Linked DNA regions of Sus scrofa: regions 1 and 3 are each linked to region 2. The links are chromatin contacts, called in public Hi-C maps. All regions are on one chromosome and are shown on one strand. The core of a region is the stretch at or near the end of the contact, and the rest is flanking DNA. Distances in the headings are between cores, read along the strand shown.

Region 1 (4,471 bases), core at 1,497-3,996, 390 kb before region 2:
CACTCCAACTCTGCCAATGACTGGCTGAAGAACTTAATACAGTCAGGATTTGGTATTCTGGAGACTCTCATGCTGGGCACTCATTAGCTATTCACCCTCCCCGTCCTAAAGAACCTGAGTATCAGTGGCCTATCCACCGCCCACTGAATAAAGCCCAAACCAGTATTCGAGGTTCTCTACCATCCTTTTACTCCTTTTTAGCCCTTTCTGCTTTGCACACATCTCCTGCTCTAGCAGCCAAAAGTCTAGCCTTTCCACAATATGCCCCTGCACTTTCCACTTTATATCCTTCATCCAAGCTGTTCCTTTGGCTAGGAAAGCCCAACCACTTCCATCGTAGCCAATTCAAATTCTACTCATTCAAAGTCCAAATCAAGAGTAAACTTTTCTATGAAGTCTCCCTTGATATCACCTTTCCTTGAATCATAAATCACTTGTGTATGCTTCTAGCTTGTTTTAAAACTGCAAACTCCTTAAGAGCTGTGGACAAACTCTTGTGTATCTTTGTCTTCCACCACCATCCCTCCCCCCCAGACACCCAAGGACAGATTGGTAGCTCAGTAAATATCTGCTGAACAAATGAATACATTTTTTTTTTTTTTTGCAGGTGAAAAGTGCCTCTACAGAATAGATTGACACGAGGACTGACATGTCCTTGGAAGTCTTTAAAAACATCCTACTAAAGTTTAGGAAAAGTTTCTTGTTGAAAGAAAAGAAACAAGTGAGATGATTCTACAAATTTCACCAACCCTTTAAAAGTGCTGCCTAATACCTAAAAAACAAACCATTCACAAATGATATTTACAAGAAGAGAGAGGCATTTATTGTAATATACAAAGGTTAACAACACATTTTCACCATAAATTTCAGCTGTTCTTATAGTAATATTCATAATAGTTTCAGTGATGTCCAATAGATTCTTTAAAAACGCTTTTACTCTTATTTCACATTTAAAGAAGGTAAGACAGAAATGTTCCTCCTCTCAAAGTAGTAACCAGACAAAATTAATTTGGAAGCACAAGCTTATATAATGTACATACTGATGTCACTTTATTATCTACACATCATCACTAAATATATACCTACTGATTTCCAGAGAAGTTATCTGTAATTTTGATGATTTCCTCTTCTGTCTTCTATGGATAAAGTATACAGAAGTTCTGTACTCCTTTCTTCCTTCCCTTAAATGAACTTGCACACTTTAAGTCTACTAAAATTAGGTTACCTCAAGATCTATGGGTACATTATCAGTTCAAATGAGGTCATAAAATTATGGGAAACATACTGATACCTCCAGAAAGAAACAAAATTAACCACGACACTCCATACATCAGTGAACCTGCTTTTTAAATAAAAACCCTACAGAATAAATCTCAGTAAATCTCAACAACCTCATAAATGGAACAGAAAACTTGAAACCACAGGACACTCACAAAAAGAAAGGGCACTGTATAAAACGAAAATTAGAGTCTATATATAGGGGCTAGTCATTGAAAATAAAACATAAGAAAGCTTAAATAGAAATCAGAAAATTAAATTTAAATAGATTTTTTAAAAACAGTTAACAAGAAAATCAAACACATATTTCTTTTGTTCTAATATTGCAATAGTCTATGTATTTTTGTCAGTTTAAATTCTTTGGGGAAGAAGCCAGACTATCAAAAAAAAAAGTTTATTTTCGAACACAGGATAGCACACTTCCATAGTTATTTTTTATACAAATATCACATTTTCAGTCATACCCTGCACATGCTTGTTAAACCTTTGGGGATAACTACAACTTAAAGTTTTCCAAATTATTTCACAAGCCTCTCCAGTTTTCCTGAAGCCGCCCGGCGACAGAAACGATTCTAACTCGCATTAACTCTCCCTGGACCCTGTAAGTTAGGGGAGTTCGTTATCTAAAAAGGGCAAAGAACGGGGTCGGGGTCAGGGTCAGAGTCAGGGCGGCAGTAACGCGGTGGCAGGCATAGTTACCTCTCGGATCAGAACACCTGAGCCGTGCAGGGGGCGGGGACGGGGGCGCCGGAGGGGCTGCAGGGTGCGTGGGCGCAGGAGCCTCGGCAGACAGCAACGAATAGGGCCCCCGGAGAAAGTTGGGATCCCAAGACCTCCCCGGCGACAAGGCTGTGAACGTCCCAGACAGCCTCCCCCTGCCCGCCGGCCCCGCCCGGCCCCACCGGGAGGGGAGGGCTCGGGCTACTCACCATGCAGAGAGAGGAACAGCAAAGGCGCCAGAGGAGAGCCCCGACAAGTCATCCCGGGGCCGCGGGGAGCGCGCCCGCCGTCCGCCCGGCTCCTCGTCGAGGCAACGGAGGCGCGGGCCGGGCTCTCGGCGCTCTCGGGGCAGTACGGACCTCCCAGAGCCACCGCCCGGCCGCAGTCCGTCCAGCGGGGCTGGGACAGTGGGGCGCGCAGACCAGGCGAGTGCAACTCCCCCCCCGCTCGACTCCGGAGGCCGAGCTGAGAGCCTGCGCGTTCCGGGCTCGCCGGACTCGCCCCGCGGCGCCACGGCCACCTCGCGCTGCCCTAGGACCCGCCGGCCCCTAGCGCAGCCGGGGGAGCCACTCCCCCCCAACTCTAGCCCTGATACTCTGGCTGCAGCCGGCTCCCGCTCGGCTCCGCGCCGCCCACTCGCCCCGCTCGGTCTCCCCGGCAACCGCGGCTCCAGCGCGACGCCTGGCGGCCCACCAGCGGAGCGAGCGCGGCGCGCAGCTGGCGCGGCAGGGCCACCTGTGCGCTGGGCGCCGGCTCCCGCACGCCTCCGCTGTCGTCGGTAACCTGGAGGCGGGCGTCGTCCTCGCTCGCGGCCAGGGCCCCTCCCCTGCTCTGAAACACTCCCCACACCCGTGGTGTCAGTCCTGAGGCCCACAGAGCTCCTGGAGGGACTTCACCGAAGACTGCGTCGGAGGCCACAAGATTCTTTTCCAGTTTCAGATTATTTCTGTTTGGCTATTTCACATTTTCGCAGGCCTCTCTTCTGTTACTTAAATAATTCGAAAGAGCCTGACTCTGAAAAAAATTAAGAATCGATGAGGTTTATCCTATATCTTTTTTTCCCTGACCTTTCTTCCTTGAAAAAAGCATAACGGCCGTGCCGTGTCCCCTCACACCCCATTCCTATCAAAGACACTATCACCTTCCCTTGCCCCTTTAGTAAAACATATGTCAACTTCTAATATTTAAATTTTGTTTTAAACGCTATTGCTTTCTTAACCTAATTTCAAGTATTCGTTAACTAGTAAAGCTTGTATTTTATGTTAACTAAAGATGCTTTTATTGTGGTTGTTACTTTGGGTTTCTATTTTTTGTTTCTTATTTGTTTTGGTTAGGTGGGAAGAGGGACCTTCCTGGCATCTGAAATTATTCTGCTTAAATATCTACCTTTCCTTATAAAACCTAATCTTCATTTCTTTTCCAGTGAGGTCACTGGTCTCGTTCATAAAGGCCATTGTCCCATTCTGCTTCAGCCTCTCACCCAAGCCTTCTGGATTAAAGGTGATACCTCTCCAAAGAATGACAAGTCATTCTGATCAATTTCTACAGCAGCACAGATTAGGATTCTTGGAGCCATTCCGAAGTTCTGAGCCTCCATCTAGCAGATGAAATTCTCCCAGGGCAACCTAGAAATGAAAATAGTATGCACAGGAGAAAGACAAATATATAAAGCATCTATGCATTTGGACAAAGTTTGGAAGACATGTAAAAATTAAAATAGTATCAAGATGGTGGAATTATGAATATGCTTTTCTTTTTGGAAAACATTGCTGTTAGGATTTCAAGTTTAAAAAAGGAGCACATTAAGATATGCCAATCACCTTTGACAAGAACACCCTGAAAAGATACAATTTGATTATGAATTTAAAATGCCTCAACTTTCCTAACTACTTCTAATTTGCTGAAACCTCTTATCAGATCTCTGCTGGCAAGAAAAGAGTGATATGACAATATAGAATTTTTTATATTAACAGAAGTGTAATATTTCATCATGGGTTCATTCTCATTCCTTTAAACTCCAGAGTAAGGACTAGATTTTTTTTTTCATCTAATTCAGTTCTTTGCTTCATCTTGTACTTATAATGCAGCCCCAAGCAGGGTATAAGAGTAAGTAATACATGAAGAAAAACAAGAAAACTGCCAAATGGCAGGTGCTACTCAGAACAGGACTCTGCTTCACTATAATCCCAGACTTAAGTATAGAGATAGAGGAGGTCCCTAGTGGCTTGAGGGTTAAGGACCTGGCATTGTCACTGCTATGGCTTGGATCACGGCTGTGGTGTGGGTTTGATCCCTAACCAGGGAACTTCCGTATGCCATGGGTGCAGCCAAAAAAAGAAATATACATGGAGAGAGAATATTTATTCTTTAATTAAATTAATAACCTAATAATCTAGGCTTAAAAGCCTTGATAAGGCAAGTTACCTGATATACTTCTTAGTACATTAATTCAGCCAATATTTACTGAGTCTCT
Region 2 (3,965 bases), core at 1,195-3,694:
ATGAGGTTGCGGGTTCGGTCCCTGCCCTTGCTCAGTGGGTTGACGATCCGGCGTTGCCGTGAGCTGTGGTGTAGGTTGCAGACGCGGCTCGGGTCACGCGTTGCTGTGGCTCTGGCGTAGGCCGGTGGCTACAGCTCCGATTCGACCCCTAGCCTGGGAACCTCCATATGCCGCAGAAGCGGCCCAAAGAAATAGCAAAAAGACAAAAAAAAAAAAAAAAAAAAAAAAAGTGAGGCTTCAGGGAGTTCCTACTGTGGCACAGTGGGTTAAGAATCCAACTGCAGCATCTCAGTTTACTTTGGAAGCACAGGTTCAGTCCTCGGCCTGGTGCAGTGGGTTAAGGATCCAGTGTTGCAGCAGCTGCAGCACAGGCCACAGTTGTGGCTTGGATTTAGTCCCTAGCCTGGGAACTTACATATGCTGTGGGTGTGACATAAAATAAAATAAAAAAAAAAGGAGGCTTCAGTTACCCAAAAAAGAAGGGAGCTATGGAGTTAATAAAATTTGTCTGTTATTATATCCTCATTTGTATCTACAAGGTAGAGAATTTGGGACATTTGACTTGTATATGAATGATTTCATATCTGCCCAACACTCCCATCCTCCAATTCAAAGTCCTTCTCATCCCAGAATGATTCTGATGTCATCTCAAGCATTTAGATTTTCCACATGAAGACTAGAGAGCCTGCACAGCCATTTCCTTGGGCTTTCAGACCTAAAGATTTTAGTCTGGTGCCTACCTCTGCCTATATGGGATAAACGGCAACCTGGAGTCAGAGCCAGGAGTCAGGGGATCTGAATTTTTCATTCGACAACCTATGTGCCAGTCATGGTAGGTACTGGAGACACAGATGAATAAACATAGTCTCTTGACCTCAAAGTTAGTCTATTGAGACACATAGCAAAGAGGAAATCATGATGCAATGTAGTAAGTGCTCTGATGGGAACTGAATCTAATCCTCTCTCCCAGACACTAGAGAGCTCTTCCTGGCACTGTGATTAGACTAACTCAGCTAGTCACTCTATCAGTCACTTCTCTGGACCATATCTAGAGACTTCCAGCTATCAAATTCTGGAATTCTCTTTACTGTATCCTACTAAAGATTGTAATTATTTTGAATTATTCCTAGAAAGGAATAAATGATGGGTAGGAATTGGCGAAGACAATGTGTATGATTCCTAGCAAAGATCAGATGAAATTACACAAATCAGGAGTTCCCTTCATGTCTCAGGGGTTAACGGACCCAATTAGGATCCATGAGGATGTGGTTCTACCCCTGGCCTGGCTCAGTGTTGGTGATCCTGCATTGCCCTGCCTTGTAGTGTAGGTCGAAGACCTGGCTCGGATCCTTCGTTGCAGTGGCTGTGGCTTAAGCCAGCAGCTGTAGCTTGGATTTGACCCCTAGTCTGGGAACTAACATATGCTGCAGATGCAGCCCTAAAAAAAGGCAAAAAAAAAAAAAAAAAAAGAAACACAAATCAGTTTAAAAATACTTAACATGCGAGCTGTCTTGTTTTTGTTGTTGTTTTTGGCCGAGGTGGCATATGGGGTTCCAGGGCTGGGGATCAGATCCGAGTACCTAAACCATAGCTAAGGAACCAGGCAGGGATAGAACCAGGCTCCCAAGTGCTGCCAAGACACCGCGGATCCTGTTGTGCCACAGTGGGAATTCCTTCATAAGCGTGCATTTTAATAAAATTATACTTTGAAGCATATGATAGCAGAGGCTGTAGTGACAGGAAATTATTGCTGGACTACCAAGCAAACATCTGAGAGAAAGTGTCCTGCCTTTTAAGAAAGAGTAGTTATATGAACCAAGGTGAATAAAACCCATCTTGTGAAGCCCTGAACCGATTCTTCTACATAAAAATGTTCTGGAAATCTGGGTGTAACTGGCAACAAGACCCCTCTTAAAAGCCTCCTAACTTTCTGAAATCGAGAATAGACCTCGCCCAACCTCAGAGGTTTCCCGAGCTATGACAGGGTGGGTTGGGCTTGTAGTTCTGCAAACTGCCTTCCCCTTTCTGTACCCCATTTGTGTTGAACACTGCACTTTCTTCATCTACATTCCTGCTTTTTAAAATAAGCTAACTTCAAACTATTGCATTTGGAGTAGATAAGCAATGAGATCCTGCTATATAGCACAGGGAACTGTATCGAGTCACTTGTGATGGAACATCATAGAGGATAATGTGAGAAAAAGCCTATGTATGACTGGGTAATTATGCTTTACACTAGAAATTGTCAGAACACTGTAAATCAACTATAATGGAAAAATAAAAATTACATAAAAAATAAAATACGCTAACCTACTTCAGCTAATGACCCGGTCTGGTTGCCTGGAAACTGCCCCACACAGTTTCACTGGCGCAGGAGGCGGGGGCCAGACGGTGCAGAGAGCTGTTACACGCCGCCAGCTCACTTCCGGCGAGTCAGCTTGCCACCTCTAAGATCCGTCCCACCTCAAACCGGAAGTGCTTCCGGCTCCGGCTCCGCCCTCGCCCAGCCCAGTAGCCTTTGCCCTGGTTGGGGCGGGACTTCCTGTCTCGTGTGTCCAAGGGCTTCCAAAGTGAGGTTAGTCTGGGAGTGCAGGTCTGTCACGGTGTGTGGCTACCGCTACGGCCGCGAATTTGCTAGAGCGTAGTGTACCAGTATTCGTCACTTATTCTTGCAGTTATCTTCGCTCTTCTCCCACGGCGCCTCCCGGAGACCTTGGGGCCCTGAGCGCCCAAGCTGTCCGGCAGGTTCTGAGGAGACCATGGAGGTGCGGCCGCCGGCTCCACGGAGCTTGCTCTGCAGGGCGCTGAATCCTTTCCCTCGGGTCTTTGCTGCTGGAGCTGTGGCCACCGATTCCAAGGGTCTTGCGGAGGACCTTAAGCTGCCTTCCTGCGTCCCGGAAGCCCGATACCCGGAATCCGGATGGGACCGACTCCGGGAGCTGTTTGTCAAAGAGTAAAAGTGCCTACGGTCTGTGGGGAGGGGCTACGAAGGAGGTGACCTGAAACCTGGGTCATCCGGGATGAAGGACCCCAGGGTGGTGTGATTTATTTTTAAACGGAATTTTGGGTTCTAGTGCTTGTACTCCAAGCTTGTATCCTAACATAGCGGCTAGGTGGTTCTTATGATTGACAGGCCGGTTTTCAGGTGGTAAAGGTGAGCCTCATTGAATGTCAGAGCTTTTAGGGATATTTAGGGAGTAGAGTCTTAGTGTAATTACCTCGATTTTACAGATTAGAAGAATTGGGCCAAGGTACTTGGTGACGCGAGAACCCACATCTGCAGGACTGCAATATTCCTTTTCTTATATAACTTGATCCCAAATTTTGATAGTTTATGACCAATAGCCCTCCTCCCCGGCGCAAAAATGGAAGTTCAGAGATAGCAGAAAGAGTTGTAAAATTTTTATTCTGCTAAATAAGGAATATATAAAAAATAGTAGCAACTATTGTCTCATCATTTTATAAAGAAATTAGCTGGATTCACAAATAAGGATGTTTCAGAATAAAAGAAATAACCCTTTAAATTGAATTAACTTTAATGGAAAACTCACGATAATTAATTTCATCATTGTTTCGTTCATCAATTACTGGTAAAAAGTTTGCCCTTTTATGAAGTACTTTACTATATACTATACTGTGTTATCAACATTGGTTAAATTAACGTCGAAGCTTTATTATGTTGCTGAGATAGTTCAGGCAGGGGAGCTGGTGGAATTGTATTAATTACTTTATTTAGGTTTCATCATCTTTGTTTTAAAGATAAGCCGCCCTTCTTATTGGTCCTTCCAAAATTTATTTGAGATATTTGTGAAGGAGCCTATATAGTATATAACAGAAAAGGGTTATTTTGATCAGCTTTATAAAACCACAGAATGTTGGAGCTGAAAGAAATGTGAAAGATAATTTAGTTTAACTTTCATTCTCCCCACTAAGTCATGCATAAGGAAACCAATGTTCAGAGTGAT
Region 3 (4,511 bases), core at 220-2,719, 360 kb after region 2:
AACTGGGAGTTCCCGTCATGGCATAGCGGAAATGAATCTGACTAGGAACCACGAGGTTGCGGGTTCAATCCCTGGCGCTGCTCAGTGGGTTAAGGACCCAGTGTTGCCGTGAGCTGTGGTGTAGGCCGGCAGCTGTAGCTCTGATTAGACCCCTGGCCTGGGAACCTCCATATGCTGCAGGTGTGGCTCTAAAAAGACAAAAAAAAAAAAAAAGAAAAGAAAAAAAGAAAAAGAAACTGGTGGCTTGATACAAGGTATATCACCTTACAATTCTGGATGTCCAAAGTCCCAAATCAGCACCACTAGGCTAAAATTAAGGTGTCACCAAGCGGGTTCCTTCAGGCAGGCTCAGAGGAGAATCCTTGCCTTTTTCAGCTTCTAGATGCCACCCCCGTTCTTGGTCTCTTCTTCCATCTTCAAAGCTAGCAATGCAGCACCTGAGCTCTTTTCCATCATCACATCTCTTTCTCTGAATAAACCCAGGAAAGACTTTTAAGGACTCATGTAATTAGATTGAGCCCACCTGGGTAATTCTAGGTAACTCCCCAGCTCAAGGTTTGTACCCTCAATCACAGCTGCAAAGACCCTTTTGCCATAGGTTTCACATATTCCAGGGATTAGGGTGTGAATATTCTGGGGGGTTGTTATTCTGTCTTCCACAGAGAAAAGTCAAAGATATCAGAGAAGTGTGTCAGGCAATTAATTAAAATGTTATGCTATTTTCCTGGATTTTGTGATTTTACCTGTCCTTCTTAATATTTGTAATTTATTGTGATTTCTCTCTTATTCTTTCTTGTAAACACATATTCTCTTTGGTACTTAATTATGTACTTGCAACTTTGTATTTTTTTTTCATAAAGAAGACTCCCTCAAGTGCATAATCCTCGGACCCCACCTAAGCTGACTCAGGGGCACCTCCACTAACCTGAGATCTTGGCAAAATCTCTCACTGCAGCCAGGGAGTGCCAAGCAGAGCTGACCAGTGTCTCAGTGACCCTCCTGTCTGTGCCCCTGGAGAGTCGCTTCCCCAGCAAATGCAGCATGTGGACAGGCCCTAAGGGATGCTCTGAATGATGGACAAGGGATGGGGAGGCAGGAGGCTGGGGCCTCTGAACTGCCAATCTCCTGCTTTGGCAAGTGCCTCCTGGAGTCACACAGTCAGCTGTTTCTCCCTTGTTTATGGCTACAACACTGGGCTTGTCTGCTTTTCTCTTGGGGGTCCTTTTCAGGCCTCAGCATTAACCAGCAGCTCTTCTGCTTTTCTTTTTGTAAGTTACCTTATGAAAAACACTCCATACCAGCAGTTTCTCTTCAGCCATGTTTAATCTGCCCTCTTCCTCTCCTATTGCTGCCTCCTCTCCTGCAACAGTGCTACTGGTCAAGGCCAGGTCCTTTGCTTGGCTTGAACTTCTTTCACTCTGCTCTCGCCTCTGTCTGAACAACAATCCCCCACTCTCACGTCCTTGGTGTGCATTCTCCATGTCTCTCAACCACATCCCAACCCTTGAGGAGGGCTTCTCTCTGCCTCCCTTCTAGCATTTACTGTTTCCTGCTCTAGTGAGAATTTCCTCCTTCACACGCTCTCTGCTAAACTTCAAACTTCACAGACAGCATCTCGGACCTCTTACTGGGCGTCTCTTTCTTGCACATAGACAACCACTTCCCACGTCAACACCCGATTTCTGGCCAGTTGGCCCAGGTCTAGCCACAGCACTGCTCACGTGATCTCTAAATATTTGACTCCAAAGGTTACTAGTTGATGGCTTCCCACTCTCCTACTTTCCTTCCCAACACCTTTCTCTAGTCCTTCCTTTTCACATGTTCTTTCTGCAGGGGAGGACCGTGCATTTCACACGTTTTTTTCTAATGTTTTCTAGTTTTGTGTTGTGATCAGCCATCTATCCCATATCACTGCGTCACCTCAGATCGTTCACGCTGAGGGTGCTGTATATCACAGCCGACTCCCCTGTGGATCAGGAAATCCTGAAGCAGCGTTTCATTTGGCCTAATTTCAGAATCTCCAACTGCTGTTAAGTCCCCACCAAGCATCAGGCTTCCTTTGTGAGTCTCTGGTAACCCTTTGTCCTTCACTGTTGGTCCCAGCTCAGCCCTGGGTTCCATCAAGTTCCCATCCTGCAGACTGCCTGTGCGGTCCTTTCTTTGCTCCCTTTTCACAAGAGTCCTATGCTAGTCTCCTCTCTCCTCTCCTCCTGGGGACCCTTGCTCCTTCTACAGCAGAAACCATTCATGTTTTCTTTAGAATCCCCCCCCACCCCACCCCCCACCGCCCGCCCTTATCCTCTGGCCTGGGGATGACCACTCTCCTTCCTTTCTTTCTCCCCAAGTTCAACACTATCTCCCTGAACTGCATGCTCTCCACCCTTCACCCCAGCAGGGGGCAGGGAGGGTCTCTCTGGGTCAGCTTCTGAGGGCAGGTACCTCCACAGCTCCTCTTCGCATCTCTCCCTGCCAGATCCGCCTGTGGCAACAACTCCAGAATATCACACTCCGCTCTTCCTTTTCATGCAAAGGCCACATCAGCCTCTCCCAGCAGATTCATGTTATTTATGAGGATCCTGAGCACCAGAAAATTTAGTGAGTGGAGAGAGGCAAGGGTCAGTGACAGGGGCTAGACCCTCTTGACAATAAAAGCAGGACAATACCTGCTACATCTCCAACCCCCGGGGAGCAAAATCCAAAGTCCTCTGACCTCCAGGTGACAGTGGGATAGCTGGTCCTGTTTGGTCACAATTAGTCATTCCCATGTGTATACCCATGTATGTCTTCATGGAGGACCTCCCTTCTCCTTTATTTAACAGGGGATCCAGGTCCTTTAGGAAATGAATCAACTGTCTATTTATGTCATCCTGGTCAGGCCACTGCTGCATGCACACAGGACTGAGCCTGCAGCAACATCAGTGGTTTTCTTAGGCAGCACACTGTAGAACCACCCTGAATGTGCAGCCCACCCCAAAGCTCTCCAAAGGCCCCTTGCCAAAGTTGGTTTTTCTAAGAGCTTAGTAAAAGGCCCTGGCTGGTGAAAAACAACAACAAAAGACTTCAATAAACAATGAATAAATGACAAAGACTGAGAACCACCAAATCTGCAGAAAACAGGCAGCATGAGCCCCAAAAAAACTGCACATCCTTTTAGTTGTATGGCTGTCTGTTCACATGAGTCTGCTTAGAAAGGGAAGGTGATGGAATACAGATGGAGCCTCTTTGGAACTGGTCTAGGGCCAGTGAATGGACACGCATTCCTCTGAGCGTGAAAGAGAGGACCAGCAGCTCTCCAGAGGGTATGGGACGAGATGCTTCTCCAGATGTGGGACGAGGCTGGAGTAGCAGTAAAGTTCCTTGGTCCTTTAGTTGCTGCAACCAACACTGAGATGGCAAGGACTGAGGACCTTAGGAAATCATTTTCTATCCAAGAACAGAGCTACCTCAAAGGAATCACATGGCATGGAGACTCTGTTTGAAATGAACTGCCTGGGAACAAATCTACACAGAAATGAAGGAGGTTTAATAAATGGTTCATCCATTCAGAATTGAATTTTGTGAAGGATGCAGCACAATGCTGAATTAGGAACACAGGTTTTGGAGTCAGACTGACCTGGGTTCAAATTCTGGCTCCACATCCTACTAGCTAAGCAATGCCAATTAATCACCTGCCCAAAGAGCTGGGTGAGGATGTGCACACTCAGGGCAGCAAATCTCAGGGCAGCAAATCCCAGCCATGTATAATTACTAAACATTAATTTACTCATAATTTATTGACGGCTCTTCCTTGCTGAGAATTTATCCCATCTTTAGTATTCAGCCTAAATAGAAGAGTGGATTTTACAATTAATTACTTTTGCAAAAGCCTCACTGAAGTATTTTAGTTTCATGGACTACAAGAGGCGATCATTTCAACTCTCTGCTCATTACACTTCAGATTCCCAAGCAGTGAGGAGCAGGTGCAAACCTCAAAGTAAACAGTTGGATTCAACTGAAACTGCACCTCTAGCTTGTCTTATTAAATTCACATGAAAGAGATATGTGGCTGGCACACACCAGTCACCTAGTTGCTGTCATTTTCCTGCCCAGAGGGCATCATTTGGTAAGGAAGACTGATGTGAGCATGGAAAAGGATCATGACTGCAGGTGCCAGCTGGCATCCCATCCACCCCAGTTCAGCTCTACATGTAACAAAGCCCCAGGCATTGTTTCCACGATATCTTGCCATCCAAACTTACTAATTACACCACTTACCATTTTATTTTCTGTCGTGTTCCTCTGTGTGGACTCCCAGCTGTCTGCTCCTCATGGCATGGGCTGGACGCTTAACTGGGCTGGGAGGCTCAAGAGGGCTTGCTCACAGGTCCAGGGCATGGTGGGGACAGCCAGAAGGCTAGGGCAGCTGGGCCTCCTTCATCCTGTCATCCCAAGGCTCTTCCTCTTCACAGGGCCTGGCTGTGTGGCATCAAGACAGACCATCTTTCTCCCCCAGAGGTTCAGGCTCCCCAAAG

Evidence for each region. Hi-C and Micro-C count contacts between places; a contact is called where the count stands out from the background.
Region 1: a contact with region 2 is called in a Hi-C map of embryonic fibroblasts, with 2.5 times the contacts expected there. The contact joins the promoter of IGSF11 here to the promoter of TIMMDC1 in region 2. A contact is called at or near these places in 2 of 47 Hi-C or Micro-C datasets (embryonic fibroblasts and heart right ventricle).
Region 3: a contact with region 2 is called in a Hi-C map of liver, with 4 times the contacts expected there. The contact joins the enhancer-like site here to the promoter of TIMMDC1 in region 2. A contact is called at or near these places in 1 of 5 promoter capture datasets (liver) and 1 of 47 Hi-C or Micro-C datasets (liver).

What each region holds. Positions count from the first base shown.
Region 1 is chr13:141,146,764-141,151,234 of Sscrofa11.1, reverse strand. It overlaps IGSF11 (immunoglobulin superfamily member 11), which reads right to left and starts at 2,746. Exons shown (of 7, transcript XM_013982416.2): 1 at 2,208-2,746. The coding sequence starts at 2,259.
Region 2 is chr13:140,757,177-140,761,141 of Sscrofa11.1, reverse strand. TIMMDC1 (complex I assembly factor TIMMDC1, mitochondrial) reads left to right here and starts at 2,444. Exons shown (of 8, transcript XM_021070323.1): 1 at 2,444-2,575; 2 at 2,676-2,953. The coding sequence starts at 2,760.
Region 3 is chr13:140,391,404-140,395,914 of Sscrofa11.1, reverse strand. All of the region lies in intron 1 of NR1I2 (nuclear receptor subfamily 1 group I member 2), which reads left to right. Among named protein-coding and RNA genes, the nearest start is that of NR1I2, 12 kb to the left of the region's middle. Within about 2 kb of position 1,469, at least 5 of the 83 cell types and tissues checked have an H3K27ac peak or open chromatin away from gene starts, as enhancers often do. A contact at or near this core is called in liver, where this site is marked.